Regions from separate parts of the Mus musculus genome. Here region 2 is linked to region 1. The links are chromatin contacts, called in public Micro-C maps. All regions are on one chromosome and are shown on one strand. The core of a region is the stretch at or near the end of the contact, and the rest is flanking DNA. Distances in the headings are between cores, read along the strand shown. Region 1 holds the start of Kcnq1ot1 (KCNQ1 overlapping transcript 1). Region 2 holds the start of Fgf3 (fibroblast growth factor 3).

The links. A called contact is a pair of places that touch in the nucleus more often than the background predicts.
Region 2: a Micro-C map of embryonic stem cells shows a contact between it and region 1, with 3 times the contacts expected there. The contact joins the promoter of Fgf3 here to the promoter of Kcnq1ot1 in region 1. A contact is called at or near these places in 1 of 484 Hi-C or Micro-C datasets (embryonic stem cells) and 1 of 115 datasets of contacts at active chromatin or transcription factors (embryonic stem cells).

What each region holds. Positions count from the first base shown.
Region 1 is chr7:143,291,295-143,298,455 of GRCm38.p6, forward strand. Kcnq1ot1 (KCNQ1 overlapping transcript 1) reads right to left here and starts at 5,253. Exons shown (of 1, transcript NR_001461.5): 1 at 1-5,253. The region is part of intron 11 of Kcnq1 (potassium voltage-gated channel, subfamily Q, member 1); the gene reads left to right.
Region 2 is chr7:144,832,767-144,839,992 of GRCm38.p6, forward strand. Fgf3 (fibroblast growth factor 3) reads left to right here and starts at 5,846. Exons shown (of 3, transcript NM_008007.2): 1 at 5,846-6,161. The coding sequence starts at 5,942. RefSeq lists a promoter at 4,169-5,854 and an enhancer at 4,985-5,023.

The sequences.
Region 1 (7,161 bases), core at 4,003-6,502:
AAGAAATGGTCAGAGCTCAGGGCAAGCCAACCTTGTAAAAAGCTGATGTTCCTAGAAATAGGAGTCTACAGAGGGTATCTGGCAGGTGAGTGATGGGTGCACATTCACTTCTTCATACTTGGCTCTTGGGTCCTGGTGCATAACACACAGAGTAAATCACAGCCTTCTGCCCATAAAATTGTTACTGTGAAAGGGTCTGTTTAAAAGGACCACTCTGCTCCTTCCATGCTTTTGCATCCTATCTCCATCCTGTAACCCCCACTCCCTTCCACTCAGACAGCTGCTCTGGAGTAGCTTATTAATATCATTGTACGTATGGACAGTATGCCCAGTTAGCGCAGGTCTGGGAGGGGTGTAATTTGAATTTAAACACCAAGGCAGGGACTGAAACCCTCCTTCTGTTTGCTGTCTGTGTCACTCAGCACCGTTTCCATGTGTCTCCATCTTGTGAAGTGTACATCTAGTCCCCTGCTTCTAACCACAGCAACCAGAGCCAAATGCCCACCACCCCACCACCCCCAGGCCATGCTGTGCTGAGCAGGCACACACAGCCTCTCCTTGTTCTGGGGGAGAACTGCTCCAGCATGTTTACTCAGGAGGGAAACTGTTGCGCCGCAGGTATAAAATATTTTATTTGAGGAAAAAAAATGCTGGCCAGCTTTCCAGAATGTCTGTGTCGGTCTCCCCTCTCACCTGCGGCAGGCGGGGAGTCTCGCTCCCTACCTTCTGCCAACACTTGGCATTATCCTACTTTCTAAGGGTTCTCAGAAGAAAAATAAATGTCACTTTGATTTGCATTTCTCTGGTGACTTCAGTTTGAGCATATCTTCACTGGTAACCCTCCTGCGAGTTTCTTGTCTTACCTTTTCCTCTGATTTGCTTTCTCGTCGTCTCAGCTGCTGCTCCCTGGTTTTAGTGTTCTGGTTATCTTGTAATTTGTCATGGGCAGAACTTTGCATGAGAAGGGATAAAAAGGCAAATCATGTCTTTCAATTATGGAACTAGTGGCACTGGCCATGATGGATTTGGTTCATAGAAATCCTTAATTTTTGCACCTATTCAAGTTCATAAATTTGAGTCTTGAGATTTATCCTACTTAAGACTTCCACCCTACCCTAGAAAATATTCTCTGTAGTTTTTCTTAATAAATAGCAACTACCTTTTACTTACAGTTTGGAGCTCCCCCTTTCTAAGGACTCTGAGTTCACAGGATGTTTCTCTTTTACTTGTTTTTTAACATCTTCCAAGGAGGTTCCACTGATATGTGGTGCCACTTTGATCACATGTCACCTTCCCCAGACTCGGGGCTGAGCTCACTGAGCTCTGTTCTGGGTCTCTGTCACTCCACCCTTCTGGCTGCTAAGCCATGGAATGTTTTTCAAAGTTCACTTGGCATTTGTACATCTTTCTCTTTCACATACATTTTTGAGGAAGAGATGTTAAATCCTCCAGCTAGAAGTCTGACTGCAATCTAACTAAATTTACAGATTTGCAAAATACTGAGGATTCTAACGCTAAATTTTCCAAGAAAACAAATGTCTCTGCACATCCAAATACCTTCCTTTATCTCCAATGGGAATTTACAGTTTTCCCAAAAACACTGTCTTAAAAAAAGACCAGACAATCTCGTTGCTATTCTAATTTGTATCTGAGTGCACTTCTTACATCTTTTACATCACTATTGTTATAAAGAAATGTGGGGTTTTAAAAATTTGTTTGTTTGGGTATACTGTATATACCCAAATAATTCTTTTGCTGCAAAACCTTATCTTTCAGGTAGTTCAGCAGTTTTCAAAGAAAAGTCCAAAGAAACTTCTGAGAAGCCTTCTCAGACCCTCCCAGGAAAGGTCACAGATGGTCTGAGGAATAAATACGCCCATAACTCATCTGCAGTCTCTATTTTGATTCTCACAAAGTCAGAGTTTTCCAGAGATATGACCTCCCTGGAATATACAATTATACAGCTCTATGTTTAAGCACATAATTTTAATGTCTAAGACTGTAACTACCAATAAATATAGTCCATCTTAAATAAATGTGGGGAGGGGGAGTTAATAATTTTTTAAGTACACAAAGATTGTAACATCAAAATGTTTGCAAACCCCAATGCAAATACAACTATTCTCTCTAAGTCATTAGTTTCGCTCTTCCTGCCACGGAAGTCTTACATCTCCATTTCTTTTCCTTATATTAGGAGGTGGCTAGGAAAATACCCTTGGCCTGCTCCTTATCTTACCAGGAATAATAGTTTTTAAGTTTACTTAAAAGTTAAATTTGGATATACACTGTATCAAGTTAGGGAAATTCTCTTCTAGTTTTTGGCTTCCTAAGTAATGTCCTTCCAGCCCCCTCAAATGCATACATAGGCGTCAAACCTCATCATGTAAATTTTCTGCCTCTATTGAGAAAACCATATGTTTTTTCTCCTGCAGTCTCTTAATACTGTGACTTACACGGATAGAGTTTCTGATATTGGATCATCTTTATATCCCAAGGAGAAATCCTACTTGTCTAAGAACTGTTGTTCAAAATTCTCTTGGATTCAGTTAGTTAATACTGTAAGTGGACCTTCATCTATGTTCACCAGGGAAGTGCCTCATAATTTTCTTTATTTGTGCTCTCCTTATTTGAATTTGGACATGCTCTGATTCGAAATTTTAAAAGATCCTTCTAGCTGGAGCACAAATCCCAAAACAGATCCACTTTTTTTCTTCAGTGTGTTTGGTAACACATTAAAATAGAACTATAATCAAGCAATCCAATCCTTTAAATTTTTCTCCTAGTATCTGGAAAACAGGTGCAGAAATGGATCATTTAAGACACCATAGAAATCTGGTTAATCCTGCCTGCCTGCTTTCCTTCAGCAAGTATTGCCTGAGGATGGCTGTGTATTAGGCCCATGGCTGGGTGGGGCAAGCTCTAGGGAACAGAACAGAAAAGGTTCCTTTTTGGTAGTGCCTAACAAAGGGCACACGGTATGAGAAAAGATTGTTAAATGCATATTATTTGTCCTTATTACTATTGAGAAATATTTTACACTTTTTAATCATTTAAGATAAGACTATTTTTACCTCTATGAATTACTTACTCCCTTTTATGCCCAGAAAGGTTACAGCGGAAAGCACTCCTCCCCATTTTACAGAAAAGGGAATGTGACCAACAAGAACAACAAAATGGAGGACTAAGGTTTGGGCCCTGGCCTTGGTCCTTTAAATCAACTCTGACCCACATGGGACCCCATGTCTCAAAATGTGATTCCCACTTGTTAAAAACCAGACTCTTTATACTTCAGTCCTGATCCCTACCTCAGACCATTATGCTCACACTCAAAACCAACTTTAATTCTTACTGTACTGCCCAGTCAGGTCCTGAATATAACTAGAAACCCTCAGTCTGGTCCCCAACAGAGACCTGAGCCTCTGGGATCTCAATTTAAAACCACAGAAAAGAATCAAATCCCAACTGAAAATCTGGAGGTAACTCCCAGTTCTGCTATTCCCCCAATTCAGACCTGATTCTGACTCTGCAGGTCTCAACGTGTGGGTCGTGACCCCTTTAGGCTTGAACAACCCTTTCATAGGGATCGCCTAAGACCATCGGAAAACACAGGTATTTACATAATGACTCATAACAGTAGCAACATTGCAGTTATGAGGTAGCAATGAAATTAATTTTATGGTTGGAGGTCACCACAACATGAGTAACTGTATTAAAGGGTCAAAGCACAAGGAAGGTTAAGAACCCACTGCAACCACTGCGGCCTCCACCCCAAGTTCCCAATCCCCCACACCTGAATTCCGAGTCGGCTCCAGACCCGAATCTCTACCCGATTCCAATCGTGACTCCACTCTAGACTCGGAACCACTGTAGACCCACACATACACACACCCAACTCGGATCCAAGAGCTAGATCACAACTCGGTTCAAAACTCCGAATAAGCAGCCTTCCCCAGCCTCAGTTCCACGATACCCTTCCCCCACCATGCGCGAACATTCCGAACGGAGCCCCTCACTCTCAGCATTAAAACAGCTACCACATAACAACACGTACTCCACTCACTACCTTGGTGCTGGCCACACCGGGCTACAAAGCTCAGGGGTCTCCAGACCCGATTCGGTTTCAGCTCCAGTGCGTTCTGACTCGGCCCGGGGTTTAGAATCCGAAGGCCTGAGCCGGTGTCCTAGGCCACTCACCTTGGGACTCGACCGACCTCGGGGCTCAAAGGGCCTCAAGACCACCCCTGCTTCTGTAAGCCTGGGCCACAAAGATGGGGACGTGGACGCAAAATACGAGAACTGAGCCACGGCCGTGAAACGAGGACCGGCCGTGAAACGAGGACCGAGCCGTAACTGCAAAACGAATACGGAGCCACTGCGGCAAAACGAAGATGGAGCCCAGCCGCGAAAGCGCGGCACGAATCACCTCTGCTTCTGGCCGTGAGTGCTTGCCGCGAGGAGGGGGAGGCTATGATGAGCGCGGCCACGCGGACTTGCGACTTGTGCCGTGCTGACTCAGAGAAGAAACCCGCGCTGAGAAAAAAACCATACCTAGGAGAACCATGCCGAGAAAAAGAAGCGCTGGGAACCAAGCTGAACAGAAAAGCTCTCCAAGTAGAATCACACAGAGGGAAAAGAAGCGTGTTGAAGAAAAACTGAGAGAACCCAGCAGGCTAAAAAAAAATGCTGAGAAGCCAAGTGGATCGCGCCAAGGCAGCCGACCGCGCTGGAGTGATCCGTGCTGAAACGATCCACACGGAAGTGACCCAATTGCTGAGGCAGATCGGACCATATCGCCGACCACCATGACGAAACAAGATAAGACCTCACCATGGAGGTCTAGGCTCAGGACAAACACTGAGGAGGATCGCGTTGAGCAAAGCACACTGAGGATGGCTAGTCGGGACTGAGGTGTAGTGCTCAAGTGATCCGAGCAGAGGCAGCTCCAAAAGAACTGTGGACAAATATGCTGAGGCTGGTGGCTGGCTGATATGACCTCACCGTGAAAAACCATGCAGAGGACGATCACACGGATGAAAACCACGCTGCTGAGACGAGCCACGCTGGGAAGGACCATGCAGAGAAAAGCACACTAAGGTGTACTAGACCGTAACCACGCCGAGGAGAAGCCCACCGAAGTAATCCAAAATGAGGCCGACCACACCGGGCCTGACTGGACCAAAATGCACCATCATAGACCACGCGGAGGGGCGCCGCAAGGAAAGCTGCGCAGACGTGCTGAGGCAACTGTTCCTCCTAGCGACAACGGCTAGGCCACCTACCAAGACCTTGGTGACGTGGCAGCCACGACACTGTTGATTGGACAGATGCTGAATAATGACTAGGGAGCTCTTCCTCATGATAGGCTGGATACAGATAGCTCTGTGCTGACTATTTTTATTGGCCAAGAGGAAACAGCCTGATGTCTCCAGCATTTGGATTGGGTGAGCTTGTACAGGATTGTACGACCTAGCCTGCTGGGTCCACCACCCCTTAAGGCCTACCTTCCTCATCCCTTCCTAGCTGAACCTGGGGTTCTTAACTCTGAATAAGTGTGAGACCAACCTCAATGCAGTACAGGGCAGATACCTGAGGCAGCCAATGTACCTAAACGGTTTCATGGCCAAAGATGAGTATGCCCCTGGCTCTGGCCTGACCTTGGGATGCAAAAAAGCAATCCACCCTCTCAGCTGTCCCATGGAATCCTACTGTGCAGGCCAGGGTGTGGTCATCTAAAGCACACAAGGAGGCCACCCTGCTTGTTTTTTTTTTTTTAATCACCAAGTAAGGAAAGTCTTGGGGCTATCTTACTTATGAAAAGGAGGGGGCCCTGGGTCTGCCCATGTTATAAAACTAGGTAATGATAGTCCTGAGGTTAGACCCCAGCCACTCGACCCATCCTCCAGATTCTCTTGGTTCCTGGCCCTGTCACTGGAGTGTTCAGGATCGTTTCCACTCTGTCCACTTACTTATCCATGCATTTATTTGACTAACACTGTCTACGCACCACCCTGTATCTAGCATTGACCTAAAGCCTGGAGAAACTTGACAAAATGCCAGATTTGGGGGACAATCCACTTGCCCAGGATTCATAAGCAAGCCTGGGGCGAGGGGGGGGAATGCAGATTTCTGTGCAAACTATAGTTTTAGCATGTGGAACTCTGGGTATATTCTCCAAACCACCCCTACCCAGAATTGACTTCAAACAGGATTTAGGGGAAGGGGAGGGAGAGCCAGTCCTGTGAACAGGCCAGGGTGTGGTCATCTAAAGCACGCAAGGAAGCCATACATCTTAACTGCTTTTGCTGAAAATATATGTCTACAAAAACAGCCAGGAAGCTCTCTTGCCAAAGATGACTGAGTATATGTGGGGGAAGGAGGGGAAGGCACGGTTTTTAGGTTTGGGTTTTTTTTCTTTTTCTTTTTCTTTTCTGTTCTTTTTCTCTTTTTTTCTCCTGTTGTTATTTAGCTGGAGAAAAGAGAAACTGGTGTCATCCTCTAGCAACAGACAGTTCCTTTTTACCCTCAGAAGCTACTCCTAGCTTGGTACCCCACCTCCTACCAGGCCACACATCTGCTTTGCCAATTCCTTTTGGGCCCGTCTGGAACATGCTGCATTTGATTCAAAGGGCCAGTCCTACCCTCCTACCTGATGGGTGGTTTTCTTTTCTGCCTATCCCAGAGCAGATGTGCAGTTAATGGGGTCCCTCAAGAACCTGTCACCATCTTTAAATTCATCATATTAGCTTTGAGCTTGCATCTTGGAAGTGAAGCCTGGGATCTTTTGCCACAAATGGCCCCTTCCACTTCCCCAGCATAAGTGACTAGGCACCTGCTTCCTGCCATTGCCAGCCTTCCAATTGACCTCTAAGAGGGGCATCAGGGCCACATGGTAAACGTGGTTATCTGCTCCCCTTGGCTGAGATCAGGGAACCCTCTCTGTCTTGTTTCCCATCTGTCTACTAGAGATGCTGCTGCTGAACCCCATGAAGCTGCTAAGCCAGGCACCAAGAGAATGTGAAGGGGCCATGGGGCTCTGATTTGAAACCCTGCTCTTCCTTACTCTAAGCACTGTCCCAGCTTAGCTCTGAGGCCTAAGCCTTTGTTTGCCTCCTCTGGCCTAGAAGGCCAGGCATTTTCCTTGGATCCTGTTCCTGCAGGCCT
Region 2 (7,226 bases), core at 4,596-7,095, 1.5 Mb after region 1:
GTGAGATCAAATGCTGTAGGGACAAAGGGACAAAAGGGAAGGAGATTGACAGGGATGCTCTGGGGGACTGCACCCCAAGGGAACACCCCACCCCCACCCTGAGAACAAGTATGGCATGGGGTCAAAGGTCAGGTTGTTTGGCTTGGATTATGGCTTTCCTTTTTACCTGGAGAGCAAAGCAAGGCTTGGAGGCTTCCATTCAGACCTAGACCTGCTGGGGAAAGAAGCTTTGTGAGTTCCAGGGCTAGGGCTAGAAGCAGGGTGGCAGCTGCCATTGTGACCCCCAGAAAGGCCACAGATACCTCTGAGGCACCGCAGTTGCCTCCAGCCTAAGGACCTCTTGAGCTCAGCCCATTGCCACAGAATCCAGGGCTCAAAGGATTTGAGATTTGACAGAGAACAATGTCAGCCAATTAGCTACCTTGTGCATGGAGCAGCCATGTCCCGGGTGGCCCCAGGTTCCCTCTGGAAGTCAAGTGCAGCTTTGCTTATTTGTTTAAGCCATCCACCATCCAGTTATTAGATCTGAATTCATCTTTTAGGGTCAGCTTTGTTGTAGATTTAGGATGTGGCCCCAGGGCAAGGTACTCTGAGAAACCCTTACCCCATCCCAGACGTGGTCTTCTATCATGTCCAGCTGGGGAAGGGAGAAGTGTGTGTGTGTGTGTGTGTGTGTGTGTGTGTGTGTGTGTGTGTGTGTGTCTGTCTGTCTGTCTGTCTGTCTGTGCGCACTTTGGAACCCAGAGTCTTGATTCTCTCTGGGACTGGGATTGTGAACAGTTTGCGAGCCAACCAATATCAACCCTAGAAACCTAACTTGGATCTTTGGGGAGAAGTGTGCATGCTCTTCCCTTCCAAGCCACCTCTCCAGCCCAAACTTCACATTGTTCTAAGACTGGGTCTCTTACTCCTATTTCCCCCACCCACCACCCACCACCCACCCCCGCAGCCACCGCCACAGTTCTGGAGTTCTGGAGATCAGCTTTGATGTACGGCTGCTGAGAATTGAACTTGGGTCTTCAGACTTGTGCCACGAGCACTTACTTACTGAGCCATCCATCTCCCCAGGCCCCGGAAGAGCTGCTCTTGTTTGTACTAGATCATTTGCTTAGAAAAATCTCCATGAAGACCCCAGGCTCAGTTTCTGCTCCCAGGAGAAAGTCCTGCTCTCTAGTCTGCCCTGAGGGCCAAACACGGGACTCTTGGTGCACCTCGTCCAGTTTTGTGCAGTGCTTTAGCAGGGCCAGAGAGCCCATCTAGTGGCCAGGGCAGAACCCTGTCCCTGGCTGCATCTGGTCTTCAGCTCAGGAATGTGAGATTGTCTTGTTAGTTTTTGAAGTAACAACAGTTCCTGCCTAGCTCCAAGAGTGGCGCTCCCTCCCACTTTTTGTTCTGTTTCAGGTTTTTTTCCCTGAGTTGTTTGTTTGTTTGGTTTGGTTTTGGTGTTTTGTTTTATTTTGTTGGCTTTTTGGTTTGGGGGGTTTATTTTTGGTTGGGGGGGTTGTTTGTTTGTTTTTGTGGTTTTGAGATGGGGTCTCAAATGTAGCCTGGCTGTTTCACTCTATAGATCTGATGAACTAGATGACCTTGAACTCCTGGCTAGTCACCTGCCTCAGCTTTCTGAGTTCTGGGATTAAAGGTGTGTGTCACCACACCTAGCAGGCTCCACCTTTTTCTTACACCCTGACCCTGGAGTCCATGCTCCTTGTCTTGATTTTCTTCCAGATCCTATGAATCCACTCTGTGTGTTAACACCAAGGACCACAGCCCATTGGCCAGACTCTCCCAAGGCTTCTCCGTCGTTACAGTTTACCACAGTTCTGAGGCCTGTCTTTTTTTTTTTTTCTTTCCTGTGTGAGGACAGACTCCCTTCCTCCATGTAGCCTTAGCTTACCTAGAAGTTGCAATATAGTCCAGGCTCGCCTCAAACTCACAGAGATATCTGTCTACATCTCAAGTGCTAGGAGTAGAGGCCTGTGCTACCACGACCATTTCCATTAACAGGTAAGGACACTGAGGCCTGAAGGGTTCGTAGGCCCACTACCACTTGAGATTCCCATGTTGCAGAATCTCGACTGGGTTTGTGTCCAAGTTCAGCTGGCCCTCAGAATTTCACTAAGGTAGGCTCTCAACAGGGTGGACATCTGTATGCAAGAGTTTCTGCACCTGTGGTCCTGGCTGACATTGGCCTGTTCCTCAGTTGGCATCCACACACTCTCTTGGCCCAGGGTCTTCCTCTGGGCCCTATCCATGGGCCCTTCTCCGCACCCTCCAGTTGGAAAGAGCTCTTCCCCTTACTCCAGGCCCCAGCCTTGGTGTTGCTGGGCTTGCATGCTCTTGTTTTACAACCCTAGCCTGCTTCCTTCAGCCCTCTCTTACCCAGAGAGGTTTTCCTGCACTTCTAACCACCTGCCTTCTTGGCCTTGGAAGCCCTTGCTCCCACCCTCTCTCAGGCTGTGAATGGACAGGTTGCTTCAGATGCTGCCCTGCCCTCCCCTCCTCACACGGAGGGTGCCTGAGTGTGTGCATCCTGGGCAAGCACTGGGCCTCCATTGTAGTCTCCCTGGCCTGAGCTGAGCCTCCACCTTCCCCCTTCCATACAGAGCAGAGCCTAGTAGAGTGTGGAGGGGGTGGAGGGGCATAATATGGTAATGGAGACCCTGTTAATTGCTTCCAAATGGCCAATTGCAGCCGTTTGACTAATTGGTCTCTTCCAGCTCCACCTCCCTGCCTGGACACCTCCAGACCTGGCCAAAGCCTGCTTAACACTGCTCCCAGGGCCTCTGCTCCGGAAGTTCCCTCCTCTGATCTCTGGTTCTTGGGCCCACCTCCAGCCCTTACACCTACAGAGAAACTCAGGAGAGGAGAGGCAAGGGAGAGCACCCTGTGATATCCCTGACTTGTGGCCCCAAACTCATTCTTGACTCCACCACCAAAAGCAGGGGAAAGAGACCCATTATGCTTGCTGGGTGCTGACCTGGGGCCACTGTACCTCTGAAATCCTAAAAGCAGCCCAAACCAAGCTCAGAGAGGTGAGCTAACTGGCTCAGCAGCACACAGATGGGGGGTGGGGGTGAGGGCCAGTCTACTGGAGTCACCTGTCATCTGGAGGCATCTGCCCTTTGTCCTCAGTAGGCTAGGACTGACTTAAGCATCCTTCATTTGAGTCCCTGGGCCTTTGCCTCTGGTACTGCATGGGTGCTACTCTAAAGCCCAGGCTCCAGTTCAGTGGAGCCTTTCCTGCTTGTTGTGGGGACCAGCCAGACACCCTCCACAGGTGCAGTGGTGCAACATGGGAGATGAGGAAGGACCACACCAGGGTGCAGGTGGACTTTTTCAGCCAGCCTAGGACCATGAATGGCAATGGTGTGTCTTCATACACAGTACAGGTAGGTTCTAAGTCCCATCCACACCCACATGAGGTAGAGTGAACTCTCCCCAAGTTCAACGGCTACATCCTGTGGGCTCTTCATCCCACATGTTCCAGTAGCTCTGAGTAGGGAAGAATGTCCCTGTCCCTATGGAACTTGAGCCTACATGTGCCCAAGAACAGTAGGCGCTGCTAGATAGTGACTGTATCTCTTCCCCAACATGCTTGAGAAACCTTGGGGTGGGTTCTGCCCCAGATGTAGAAATGGCAGTTTGGGCAACAGGTCAGAAGGAGGGTCTCATTGCCCACCCTCACAGTGGCATACTTCCTCCAACAAGGCCACAGCTCCTAATAGTGCTTTTCCCTGTGGCAAGCATATTCAAACCACCACAGTGCGTGTGTTTTAAAATTTATTTTTATGTGTACGGATACCTTTTGCCTGCATGTAGGTGTTTATACCAGATATGTGCCTGGTGTCTCCCTAGGCCAGAAGATAGTGTCAGATCTCCTAGAACAGGAGCTACAGACATTTGAGAGCCACCATGTGGGTCCTGGGAACTGAACCCATGTCCTCTACAAGAACAGCCAGTGCTTTTAACCAATGGGCCATCTCTCCAGTCCCTTTCTTAGATTTGTTTGTTTTTAAGACAGGATCTCAAGGCCGAGGCCAGCTTCAGATCTACTTTGTAGCCTTGACCCCAGGATTCTGCTTCCACATCTCCAGGGCTGACATGCAGCAGGCCTGTTCTAGCACACCTGGCTTCTGCACTTCTCTTGGCCAGGCACAGGAAGGTAACTGGATCCAGATGCCCTCTGGATTCATTTGTGACATCTTAGGAGCTTAGGTTGGTCTTCGAGACACAGGGCTGTCCCCTGTAAAGCAGGTTCCATCAGTGACTCCAGGGTTTTAGCAGTTCAGTGGCGTAGTTTTCAGACTGCTTAAGATTTCTCAGGGGCTAGGCGTGGGGCAGAGACCCTGCAGACCCTGGCTAGAACAGAGGCCCTGGGAGACAGTTGAGGGTGCTCAGCTGTGGAGGACATGTGCATTCAGCATGCTGAAGAGGGCCTGCTACCCTAAATGAGGTTCTCAGGGTGGAAAATGTCCCAGTGTGTGCTAGTAATAGCTTCTGTATCGTGGAGGTCCCCCCACCCCAACACTTCTCAGGATCTCACATCAACAAGGGCTTCCCGCCAGACTCCTCCCAAGAGCTCAGGATCAACTTAGGAACCAATGTTGTGACCCATGCCACAGGGTCCTGAGGCATGCCTGAGGGTAGTTGCTGGCCAGGGGACCGTTGGAAGCACAGGATGTGGGGTGGGACCTTTTCTGATACCTCAGGAAGTCCTTCTTCTTTGAGGCCCTTGGCAGATAAGGAACTGAGGTCAAGAGCTCAGGGTCCAGGGAGCTATTCCCTGAACCTGGACTCCCCCTCAGCCTGCCAGGTGGGCATGCGGGCGCCATTGTGGGATCTTCTTTCCCTTCGGTTCTGTTGCCCTCTGTATCTCCACATTCCTCCCCCTCTCCACTGCTCTCCTCCTTCTTTCTCTTCAGCCAAATCTGTCATCTGCCTCACCCACCTTTATTTCTGTCTCTGCCTAGATTTCCTGGGCTCTAAGGCTCTGTGACTCTATTGTCTCTGCTCCTATCTGTGCAGTCCCCTCTCTGGACCACCGCTGGGATAGACCACTCCCACTTAAGGTGTGCAAACTTCCTGTGCTACCTTCTGGTCAGTTAGGTAGCTTCGAGCTTAGAGTCCCTGGGCCGTTGGGCCACAAGACTGGACGCCTGAGGACCGCTCTGCGGTGTGAGAAGCGACCTGCACGAACCCAACCCCGGGCTCCCCACGCACCGCCCTCCGCAATTGCTCTGGATTAGGCGCCGCCTTTCATGAGCGTTTGTCAGCTAGACTTCCCCGCAAGTTGTTTGCGCAGACATCAGTCATCCACAGTCCCATTGTGCACCCAGGATTGATGTAAGGCGGGAGGGGGTGACAGGGCCTGGGGGCGGTTGCCTTTAGGCCTCGCTCTATAATTTTCCGAGGCATAATTGGTCTGGGGGCGGGGGCGGGGCGGGGACCTTTCAGAGGCGGGAGGGGGCTCAGGGCGCACGGCGGAGGAGCGGCGGCCCGACGGCTCTGGCCCGGGAGCTGTGCGCAGGCGACGCCCGGCCTGAGTCCCGCGCCCCCGCCAGGGACCACGGCCGCCTTTTGTTGTCAAGCGCCCTTTCTTCAGAACTGTGTTCGGCAAAGAAACACGACCCCCATTCCTGGGTGAAAATTCAAAGTCTTCTTTCTCCATCTCCCTCTCCTCTTTCTTGTCTTCTCTCCACTATCTCTTCCCCTCTCCTGCTCCACCCGTCCTTATCTCCATCTCCACCTCTCTCCACCTCTCCCTGTCTCCCCTCCTCTTCCTCCCTCCCCTGTCTCCCACCTCTTCCCGGTCCCCCTCTCCCTCCCTTCCTCTCCTAGCCACAGTCGAGCCGGCCTGGCGCGCGGGCGTGTGCTCCCAGCGCCGCGCCTTCGTGAGACCCGCGCTGGCGCAGCAGCCGCTGCGGGCGGGCGCGATGCCGGGATGGGCCTGATCTGGCTTCTGCTGCTCAGCTTGCTGGAACCCAGCTGGCCAACTACGGGGCCCGGGACGCGACTACGACGCGATGCGGGCGGCCGTGGTGGCGTTTACGAGCACCTCGGCGGGGCGCCACGGCGCCGCAAGCTCTACTGCGCTACCAAGTACCACCTCCAGCTGCACCCAAGCGGCCGCGTGAACGGCAGCCTTGAGAACAGCGCCTATAGTGAGTGTTCAGGTCCGGACAGGGAGGGGAGGGTGGCGGAAGAGACCGGAGGGCTCGGTCCCCTGCCGCCACGTCCTAGATAGAGGCAGAGCTGAGGTCAGTCCGAAGACGCCGCCGCGGTCCCAGCTACCGAACTCAGCAAGCTGCCCCGCCCGTCCCGCTCCCCCAGGAGCTGCGCGGGAGGCGACCCCGGTTCTGACACGTTTCTATTACTCAATGAAAAGCCGTTGGACAAGGATTTATCGCCCTCTTTATTGTTTTGACGACCCCGGGGTGCATGGCCAGTCCCTTTCGTTCTCTTTGCTCTCAGCCGATGCGCGGAGGACACTCCACTAGGCAGAGCTCGGTTTCCGCAACGCGGCATCTGACGACAGGCTTGTCCCGCGTCCTGCGCCCTGCAAGAGAGCGCGACAGGACAAACAGGCGTCCCCTCGTGTTCCGGATGCTGCTGACACGCACCCACAGCCCGCAGCTCGATCATACCCAGGGCCAGTTCCCGAGTATTGCAGGGTTTGGCTTCTTCAGTTGGGTACCCACGAGCGGAGCTGGACCAGGAGCGTTGCTCGCTGCGTGGGAGGGAGGCCGCGCAAAACTCACCGCGCCCGGGGCGCAGGAAGCCGAACGGGGGGCGCGGGCGGCGGGGGGGAACCGCAGCTTCCTCCTGCAAAGCCGCAGCCCCGCGGGGGCGTCCTGGGGACTAGACCCTGTCGGGCCTGGAGCGCGGGGCTCCTCATGCGCACCACTCCCCATTTGCTGGATCCCGGGAGGTCCCAGATGTAGAGGAGGGGCACATTCGCTGCCACCTAGGGGCACTCAGTCTGGTGCTCGTCTGGCGCCAGCTGTAGAGGCCTCATCCTGCACCCCTCCAAACCGTGGCTAGGGCAGAATCTCAACTGAGTCCGGTAATCTGGACCATGCTGGGTCCCAGCGGCCGCTCCCTAGAAAGGGAGTGAATCCTCGACCCACTATCCCGGGGGTCTTTGACCTCCGCTCCCCTCCCAAAAGCACTATACTGTTCACGGCAAAGGCTGGTAGAAGTTTGGTTGTTTTTGTATTTTGTTTGTT